2 separate regions of the Mus musculus genome follow, and region 2 is linked to region 1. A link is a contact called in public HiChIP or PLAC-seq data. All regions are on one chromosome and are shown on one strand. Each heading gives the region's core, a stretch centred on a gene start, on an enhancer-like site or on the middle of the called end of the contact. The rest is flanking DNA. Distances are from core to core; before and after follow the strand shown.

Region 1 (5,005 bases), core at 1,170-3,669:
AGGCAGGCGTTCTACTATTGAGCTCCATTTGTAGGCATAAAGTTTTTTTTCTTTCTTTCTTCCTGTTTGTTTGGTTTGGTTTGGTTTGTTTTTTTTTTTTGAAACAGGGTTTCTCAGTCTACCCCTGGCTGTCCTGGAGTTGGCTCTGCAGACCAGGCTGGCCTGGAAGTCATAGAGATCCACTTACCTCTGCCTCCTGAGTGCTGGAATCAAAGGTATGCATCACCATTGCCTGGCCAGAACGTTTCTTAAAATTTAGCCCCAATCTTAATAACCATTTTGATTTTGAAATTGCAACCAATTTCAGTGTTTCCTAAGAATAAGAGCCCCAGAGCTGTTACTGTGAACTGTTACTGAGTATATAAATACCATAACCATCCAGAAATTTTCTTCTGGTTCATTGAAGAACTGTCTGTTCTTCTGTGTGTGTAAAGATTTTGCAGGTTTCGATGGGCTAAAAGTCCTAGTGGGAAAAAAGTTTTAAAAACATGGTTTAAATATGGTGTAAATTGAAAGAATTCACCAGTCTTTACAAACAAAAAATATATGTAAACTATTACCTTGTAAACTGTACAATTGCTTCACATAATCCAACATTTCTAATTTTTTCATTCTTTTCTACTTCATTTGGATGGTAAAACAGAATTTTATTTTCTTCCTAACACAGAAAGAAAACAGAAACACAGCATTAATGTCAGGATTTATTCATCTTAACTCTGAAAGTGTTGAGTTTAACATCCAACTCTCCGATCATAGAGGCTAAGGACAACACCTAAAAATGTCTTTAGAAAACCAGGAATGGTTGGGTCTGGTGGCACACGTCACGAATCCCAGCACTCTGGAGGCAGAGATAGGAGAGTCTCTGAGTTGGAGGCCAGCCTGGTCTACAGAGTGAGTTCCAGGACAGCCAGGGCTACACAGAGAAACCCTGTATTGATGGGAAAAAACAAAAAACAAAAAGCACCTCCAAAAAACAAAATTCATTGTGATTTTGTAACTACTGCAAGCCATCAGTGTAAGAGGTAATTGTGATATTCACCAAATCACATCTCATCAGTAGGACAAGATGAAAGTCTCAGATTTCTTCCCATGTGTCAGAAACCCTCACAAGGAAGATGCAGGTGTGCGCGTGTACAAGAATACAGGATCCACAATTGCACCAAGTTGGTTCGGGAGCACTTGGGCTGACAGCCTCTAAATAGGGCTTTTTTTTTTTAAGATTTATTTATTTATTTATTTATTTATTTATTATATGTAAGTACTTATTTATTTATTTATTTATTTATTTATTTATTATATGTAAGTACACTGTAGCTGTCTTCAGACACACCAGAAGAGGGCATCAGATCTCATTACGGGTGGTTGTGAGCCACCATGTGGTTGCTGGGATTTGAACTTCGGACCTTCAGAAGAGCAGTCGGGTGCTCTTACCCACTGAGCCATCTCACCAGCCCCTAAATAGGGCTTTGATCTGCTTGCAACAAAACACAGTTCTAGGCATGTTTTGAGGAAGTTGCCACTGTCAACTCGGAGTAAAAAAAAACGCTTATAACTTCGATTTTGGGTGCTCCCTTCGGCAGCACATATACTAAAATTGGAATGATACAGAGATTAGCATGGCCCCTGTGCAAGGATGACACTCAAATTCGTGAAGCGTTCCATTTTTTTCCAACGTTTATCCTAGACACAGTGAAAAACTATTTCATTCTAATGTTTACCCTAGATAGAATGATTCTACTAGAGTTCGACTATGATACCTGAATATACACCTAAAGCACTCTTAACTCCTACCATCACAGAAATGCTTGCACATAAATCTTTATTGCTACATTAATGACATTAGCCACAAGCTGGAACCAGCATAGATATCAACCAAACAGTTTAGTGGATAGAAATGTGTTAAAACACAATGAGATTTTAGTTAGCCGGAAGGAAAAATAAAGTAACAGTAACATTTCCAGAAAACAAAACATCAATTTTGGGGAAAACAAGAAAAAAGAAAAAATTAACTTTGTGAAGCGCCTCCAAGTTTTTAGTTTTGTTTCATTTTCCCTCTTTTGGGAGCTCTGTCCTACCAATCTGGCTCCACCTTTGCAATCGAAGATTCCAAGAGAGGAGTCAAGTTCGATCTTAATTGCCCAGACCTGACGCGATGGGAAAGACTTTCAAGCCGGGCGGAGGGATTAACCTGGGACCTCCGTTGCCAGGACGGGCTGCGGCATCAGGGGCCGGGCACGGAGCAGGCTCGCGGCCCCTTCGGCTTACCTCTCCCTCGCGCGGCCCGAAACGGGGGTTGTAGATGAAGAAGCTCAGCAGCGCTGGCGGGAACTGCTTCTCCTGGGCCGCCCAAGCACCCGGCCCGGCCGCGGCTGCCGCCATCCCGGCCCGGCCCCCGTTTCGGGAGGCTCCCCTCCGCCCGCTCCGAGGCAGCAGCCTTAGGGAACACCGCACTTCCGCCTCGCTAGCCGGCGGCCCGGAAGAGCTCGAAACTGACCCAGAAGAAAAACCTGCAGTGCCCAGTCCCTCTCTGATAGGTCCGTGTGGAACCAGTTCCCTCGTGTTTATTGGGCTGGAGTGTTTTCAATTATATCAGCTCTCAGCTGGCTGTCATGGCTAAAGGCGAAGACCACGAATTTCAAGAGAAATGTAACAATGGATTGGGGTGGGGGGGGTGTTGTTTCTTTTCTTTTGTTTGTTTGTTTGTTTGTTTGTTTGGATAGGGGTTCACTATGTACACCAGGTTGGCCTCTAACTCACAGAGATCCTCATGCCTCAGCCTCCTGGGTGCTGGCATTAAAGGCGTCATGGATACGGTATTTTTTAAGTGTGAAAAAACGTTTAGGGGAACACATTTTTCTTGAAGGTAGCCAGTTTACATCTGTTGTTGGTTGGTTTTTGGTTTTGTTGTTGTTGTTGTTGTTGTTGTTGTTGTTGTTGTTTTACATTTATTTATTTGTCCTCCAGGGAGGGGGATGTCCTGGCACGTGTATGAAGGTCAGAGGACAACTTGTTGAAATTGCTTCTCCCCTTCAGCACCACATAAACTGGGTGTGGCTGGCACGCCCTGGTGTGGTGGAGGCAGGAGGATCATAAGTCAAGGTCAACCTCGAATATATAGCACTTTTACTTACATCAATTATAAGCAATGGACTATAAGCAAAAGCAAAAATGTCCAAATTTACCTTGCCACAGAACTGGAGAGATGGTTCTACAATTAAGAGCACTGGCTGCTTTCACTAAGGACCTGGATTTAGTTCCAGCTCATAATGGCCAATAACTCCAGCTGCAGGGCATCTGATGCCTCTTTTGGCCTCTGTGGGCACTTGCTCAAATGTGGCACACATAAATTCATGCAAGCACACATATACGTATAAAATAAATCAATCCTTTTTTTTTTAATCTACCCTATCACCAACAAAGCTGATTTTCTTGGAACAAGTGAAAACCTGTAAATCTATAGTCTTCTCAGTGAATAAATCAACAGGCCTAGTGGAAAATATCCTGTCGATTCAGATTTCATCTGTCTTCTAAAGTGTTTGTGAGGTAATCCTATACCCTAGCCGTTACAGAAGAGATACGGGGTAGGTTTTTGCTTGAAATTGGATTCGTGAGCAGTCGTTTACGCAACACTAAACTGTAGTTGCTACACAGAACTATGTAAGCATGCAAATCGACAAGTGTTTCCCATACGTGCTTCATTTTCATTTTGATACAGAAAGAACTATTTTGAAAATCTATAGGTTCTCTAGGCATGGGGGCACAGGCGCTCAGGGTGTTGAAACAGGTGCATTACCAGCTATAAGATAGTCTGAGCTACAGAATGAGTCCCTGTCTCAAAAACAGTTTTGTTGTTCCTATAAGCAAATAAATCAGGGTCTCACATAGCCTGGCTTCAGGATCGATATGTAGTCAGGAATGGCCTTGAATTCCTGATCCTGATGTTTTGACTTCCAAATTCTGGGATTTCCAATGTGCACCACCAGACTCAACCATTAAGCCACCCACAAAGCTGGCTTTAGTGTCAAGTCCATTTAATCCCAAACTACTTCACCAAGCTACAAGCTAAGACTGTAGTTAGATTTAAAAAAAAAATAGTTCAAATTAAAGCCAGTGTTGCAGCCTTATTTTATAAACAAGCAAGACGAAAATAAAAAGAGACTTAGTTTTTCAGTTATGGAAAACATATTGCAATCTAGACCTTCATTTTAAAGTCACAATATTCCACTCCATGCTGAGAACATATTTTGTTGGTCATTTGCAGAGCTGGTGGAAATAGTCAAGTCTAGCATGAAAACAAAGCTCTTTGTATTCATGGTGACTCCTCTGGCTGATAGACTGGCTAGAGTCTTCCTGTGTTGGTCCTGGAGTTGCTACATTTAAAGTTTTCCCTCAGTCCAGAAAACTACAAGAAAGTCAAAACTGAGGAGAAATGTGAGAAACAAATTTATACAAGACATGCAAGTGTGTGTGAGAGTGTATCAGTAAGTGTCCATGCCACAGTATGTGTATGGAGGTCAGAGGACAACCTTCTTCCATCTCATCTGAGGAGGATCTCCATTGTTTTCCTGATGCGTACAGCAGGCTAGTCTCTCACAAGCTCTCCGAGATTCTCCTGCCTCTAACTGCACAGCAAACGCTTTTACCCAGTTAGCCAGCTCCCTGGTCCCTGATTGCTTGTTTCAATTATTCCTCCTCCTAAATAAAGACTGTGAAATTAATTTCCTAAAACCAAGTTTGAAGAATATATATGAAGAGTATTTGGGATTGTTTGTTTGCCTGGGGCTTGTTATTTGTTATAGCTTTGGGTTTTGTTTTGTTTTGTTTTGTTTCACTAATATGTTTAGTGTATAGGCAGTAGTAGTGTAAGAGAGCCCCAGAACATGGTAAGTGTGGACATTGGTTTAAAAGTATGATACCGGGCTGGAGAGATGGCTCAGTGGTTAAGAGCACCGACTGCTCTTCTGAAGATCCTGAGTTCAAATCCCAGCGGCCACATGGTGGCTCA
Region 2 (5,005 bases), core at 1,370-3,869, 36 kb after region 1:
AATGTGTATTTTTATTTTATTTTTAATAGTCTAGATGCATGGACTTCCCTTTCCTCCCCTCTGCAGCAGTTTGCCTTCCTGTCAGTTTCAGTTCTCTGGTCAAACCCACTCTAAAACGATGAAATAAAAAAACCCAGAGGCAGACAGACAGATGGCTTCCTGGGTAAAGGCACCTGCTGCCAAGCCTCATGGTCTGAATTCATCCCCCAGGACCCCTGTGATGGAAGGGAAGAAATGGCTCCCCACGTTGTCCCCTGACCTCCACATGTGCACTCATATAAAATGAGTGAATAAAAATGTAATACACTGGGACTGGAGAGATGGCTCATCGGCTAAAGCACTGGCTGCTCTTCTAGTGTATCCGAGCTCAGTTCCCAGCAACCACACATGCAGTTCACAACTGCCTGTAACTCCAGTTCCAGGGCACCCAGCACCCTCACACAGATATATATGCAGGCAAAACATCAATGCACGTAAAAATAAATAAATCTTTAAAAAAGAAATTTAAAGTGGGATGGAGAGATGGCTCAGCAGTTAAGAAGAGCACTGACTGCTCTTCCAGAGGTCCTGAGTTCAAGTCCCAGCAACCACATGGTGGCTAACAACCATCTGTAATGGGATCTGATGCCCTCTTCTGGTGTGTCTGAAGACAGCTACAGTGTACTCACATACATAAAATAAATAAATAAATCTTTTAAAAACATTCAAAGTGTAATACATTTTTTGTAGACTTATTTATTTATTATATGCAAGTACACTGTAGCTGTCTTCAGACACTCCAGAAGAGGGTGTCAGATCTCATTACGGATGGTTGTGAGCCACCATGTGGTTACTGGGATTTGAACTCGGGATCTTCAGAAGAACAGTCAGTGCTCTTAACCGCTGAGCCATCTCTCCAGCCCCCAGTGTAATACATTTTTAAGAACTGCATTGGTAGTTTAAGGGTTTGTTTGGGAGGCTGTTTTCTTTTTTAGTTTATTGATTTTTAATTTATATGCATTGGTGTTTTGCTTGCATGTGTGTCTGTGTGAGGGTGTTGGTTCCCCTGGAGCTACAGTTACAGAGAGTTGTGAGCTACCAAGTGGGTGTTGGTAATTAAACCCATGTCCTCTGAAAGAGCAGCCAGTACCCCTAACCACTAAGACATCTCTCCAGTTCCATTTTCTATTTTTAGTTGAAACTTTTTAATTTTGTTGAGGATTTCATTCACAAGAAATATACTGATGGTATTTCTGTCCCCCACTCTTCTCCCTCCTTAGGCTGGGGTGCAACTCCATTGTAGAGCTCCTGCCTAGAATCCCCCAGTGAGAGGTTGGGATGTGGCTCATTGGTAGAGCCCCTACCTAGAACTCCCCTGCTTAGAACCCCCCAGTGAGGGGCTGGGGGCATGGCTCAGTGGTAGAGCCCCTGCCTAGAATCCCCCAGTGAGGGACTGGGGGCATGGCTCAGTGGTAGAGCCCCTGCCTAGAATCCCCCCAGTGAGGGGCTGGGGTGTGGCTCAGTGGTAGAGCCCCTGCCTAGACTCCCCCAGTGAGGGGCTGGGGGTGTGGCTCAGTGGTAGAGCCCCTGCCTAGAATCCCCCAGGAAGGGGCTGGGGCTTTGCTCAGTGGTAGAATATTTCCTTAGCATATGTGAGCCCTGGTTTCCATCCCTAGTACTAGGAAGAAGGAGGAAAGAAAGAAGGAAGAAAAAAGAAAGGAAGGAAGGAAGGAAGGGAGGGAGGAAGGAAGAATAGAGAGCCTAGTGAGATGTTCAGCAGGTACAGGTGTTTGCCACACAGGTCTGGTGACCTGAGGTCAATCCCTAGAACCCACATAAAGGAGAGAACCGACTCTATAAAACTGTCCTCTACCCTCCACACACAGGTTGACAGATGTTGCTTCCCTGACTCCATCATTTACACACACAGTAATAATCAATCATACAATTTTTAAAGCAAAGGAAGAAAGAAAGGAAGGAAGAAAAAGAAAATTAAAGGAAAAAAAAAGAGAAGAAAAGAGGCCACACAGTAGAAGACTGGCAAAGTGCATTACGGCAGATCACCAGATGGACTTGGTACCCAGCTCTTAAAATAACAGCTATGAAGGCTGCAGTGGTATATATGTCCATGACATAATTGTAAGTAAAACAGGCTCAACCCACGATGGTCTCTGCCTAGAACTGGGTAAAAATACACCTTCACATAAACAGAGGCCAGGAGGGACACCAAAAGCCACAAATTGGCAGAGATCTTTTTTCTTTTCTTTCTCTCTTTCTTTCCTTTCTTCTTCCGTCTTTCCTTCCTCCCTCCCTTTGTCCCTCCTTCCCTTCCCTTCCCTTCCCTTCCCTTCCCTTCCCTTCCCTTCCCTTCCCTTCCCTTCCCTTCCCTTCCCTTTCCTTCCCTTTCCTTCCTTTCTTCCTTCTTCCCTTCCTTCCTGTATTAGGGTTCCCCAGAGCCACAGAACTTATGGAATGTCTCTCTATACTGAGGGAATTTATTGTGATGACTTACAGTCTGTAGTCCAACTCCCCAACAGTGGTCAGCTGTGAATTGGAAGTCCAAGGATCTAGTAGTTGCTCGGTCCCACTAGGCTAGTTGTTTCATCTGGTCTTCTGTAGAAGTAGATTCCAACAGATGTGCTGGCAAGTAAATGAAGGCAGGCTAAAAAGAGTGAATCTTCCTTCTTCTAAAGTCCTTCTGGAGGCCTCCAGCAGAAGGTGTGGCCCAGATTAAAGGTGTGTATCACCACGCCTAGATCTGGGACTTGCTTTGCCCCAGGCTGACCCTGAACTCAAAGATCTACTTACCTCCTGGGACTAATGGTGTGTACTACCTTGCCTGGGCCTAAGCTTTTCATGGCCACTGTGCCTCAAGATCTCCATGCCAAGATCCAGATCAGAAATGTGTATATCCCAGCCTCAAGATCTGGATCACGGGTGAGCCTTCCAATTCTGGATTGTAGGTCATTCCAGATATAGTCAAGTTGACAACCAGGAATAGCCATTACCCTTCCTTCCTCCTTCCTTCCTTCCTTCCTTCCTTCCTTCCTTCCTTCCTTCCCTCCCTCCTTCCTTCTTTTTTTTCTTTTCTTCCTTTCTTTGTCTTGCTCTTCGCTGTGGTAGTGCCATAATCACATATTGAGAGGGAACTGTGTCGAGGGAGAAGGGAGCCTTGGGCTCTGGTTGACGGGTTGTCATCAGAAACACATGTACTTTACTTGCAGCTATGGGCACAGATTGGGCGCAGAGTCCTGGGCTTTGGGGATGAGTCTAGGCCAACGTGCATTTTCCAGTACAGTCTCTGATTTCCAGGAAAGTAGTGTGTGTGTGTGTGTGTGTGTGTGTGTGTGTGTGTGTGTGTAAGTCAGAGGATTACTTCTGCCTTTTTTTTTCTTTTTAAATAGTTTATTTTACATTTTGTGGGGGTGGGGCTGAGTATATGTCTATGCACCATGTGCATGCAAGTACCCACAGAGGCCAGCAGAGGGCATCAGATCTCCCAGAGCTGTCCCAAATGGGTGTTGGAAACTGAACCCAGATCTTCTGCAAGAGCAGGAAGTACTGGTCACTGCTAAGCCATCTCTTCAACTCCTCCCCTTTTCTTAAGATGGTCTCTTGATGGCCTGGTACTCATTAAATAGTCTAGATCCTCCTGTCTCTGCCTCCCCAGTGCTGGGATTAAAAGCATGGTGTACCTTACCCAGCTGTTTTGTTTTGTCCAATGTGGGGTCTAGTGATGGAATTCAGGTCCTCATGTCTGTAAGGCTCCAGAACTGCAAGGGCAATACATGTCTGTTAAATAATTAATACAAAGTCTCAGATATCCTAGGCTGGCCTCCAACTCACTCTGTAGCCAAGAGTGATATGGGATACCCAGTCCTCCTGTTTCTATCTCTAATGTTTTGGGATTACAGGTGTGCACCTCTGTGCCTGGTTTATATGTAGCCAGGATGGACCTTAGGGCGCCATGCATGCTGGGCAAGCACTCTGTCAACTGGCTGCTGCATCCCCAGTCCACATCTGTTATTTTAAACCACTCTGTTTGCAGCATCATGTTAACGCTGCTGCAACATGAAAGACTACACTGTGCCCCCTCCATGTTGAGGCTCCATTGTCCAGAACCTGAGAATGTGACTATATTTGGCCTTTAAAAGGATCATGAAGTTAAAATGAGGCTGAAGAGTCAACAAGATGGCTCTGTAGGTGAAGGTGTTTGCCGACACGCCGGGTGTCTGGGTTCACACCTCAGAACCCACATGGTAGAAGAATACAGATCCTGCAAGTTCTCCTCTGACTTCTACACGTGCACCAATGCACTCGCACACGCACACGCACATGCACACACATGCAATTTGATGGGCGTCCTCATAAAGAGAGACTAGGGAACTGAAGAGATGCTCAGTGGGTACCACGCACACATGTGATGGATACTTGTGTGTGCACACAGGCATGCATGCAAAACACCTGTATACATAAAATGACCAGATAAGGTTTCAGAAATTTAAAAAGAAAGTAAAGAAACAAGGACACTCAGGGAAGCCAGGGACGTGTGTGCAGCCAGAGGGAAGGCCCTATAAGGAAGGAGAGAGTGACAGTGAGGTTGTCCGTCCATAAACCAAGGAGACAGCATCCCTGTCAACGCCTTGCCACGCTTTTCCTAGATTCTGGGTTGTGAGACCGGAAGTGCTGTTGTTGAACACATTCAGTCTCTAGTTGTGTGTGAATGTGTGCATGTGCACGTGAGCATGTGTTACTGAGGATTGAACCTATGGTTTTGTGCATGCTACACCAGTACTCTACCCGTGAGCAATGCCTTCAGTACCTTAAGAGAGGTGGGGCTCCTATGAAGCACTCTAATATTGAGCTACGCCTCCAACTTGCTGGGAGATCCTAGGCAGGTGCTTTACCACTGAGCTATGGTGTCAGCCCCTTTGTTCACTTTTAACTTTGAGACGGGGTCTCTCCATGAGTTACCCATATCCGCCTCGAGCTCACTTGGCACCCTAGTCTGGCGCTAGTCTCTCCG

What was found. HiChIP or PLAC-seq counts read pairs in DNA pulled down with a chosen protein or histone mark.
Region 2: an H3K4me3 HiChIP or PLAC-seq map of intestinal villus epithelium shows a contact between it and region 1, with 7 read pairs. The contact joins the promoter of Ocm here to the promoter of Ccz1 in region 1. A contact is called at or near these places in 1 of 39 promoter capture datasets (stem cell-derived epiblast-like cells), 3 of 115 datasets of contacts at active chromatin or transcription factors (embryonic stem cells and intestinal villus epithelium) and 2 of 9 other capture datasets (adipose tissue and liver).

Annotation. Positions count from the first base shown.
Region 1 is chr5:144,012,434-144,017,438 of GRCm38.p6, forward strand. It overlaps Ccz1 (CCZ1 vacuolar protein trafficking and biogenesis associated), which reads right to left and starts at 2,420. Exons shown (of 15, transcript NM_177682.3): 1 at 2,266-2,420; 2 at 561-658; 3 at 370-463. The coding sequence starts at 2,379. Gm24311 (a small nuclear RNA gene) reads left to right here and starts at 1,565; the gene lies at 1,565-1,668. Gm33427 (a long non-coding RNA gene) reads left to right here and starts at 2,726. Exons shown (of 2, transcript XR_377194.2): 1 at 2,726-3,543; 2 at 4,262-4,728.
Region 2 is chr5:144,047,990-144,052,994 of GRCm38.p6, forward strand. It overlaps Ocm (oncomodulin), which reads right to left and starts at 2,620. Exons shown (of 5, transcript NM_033039.3): 1 at 2,492-2,620.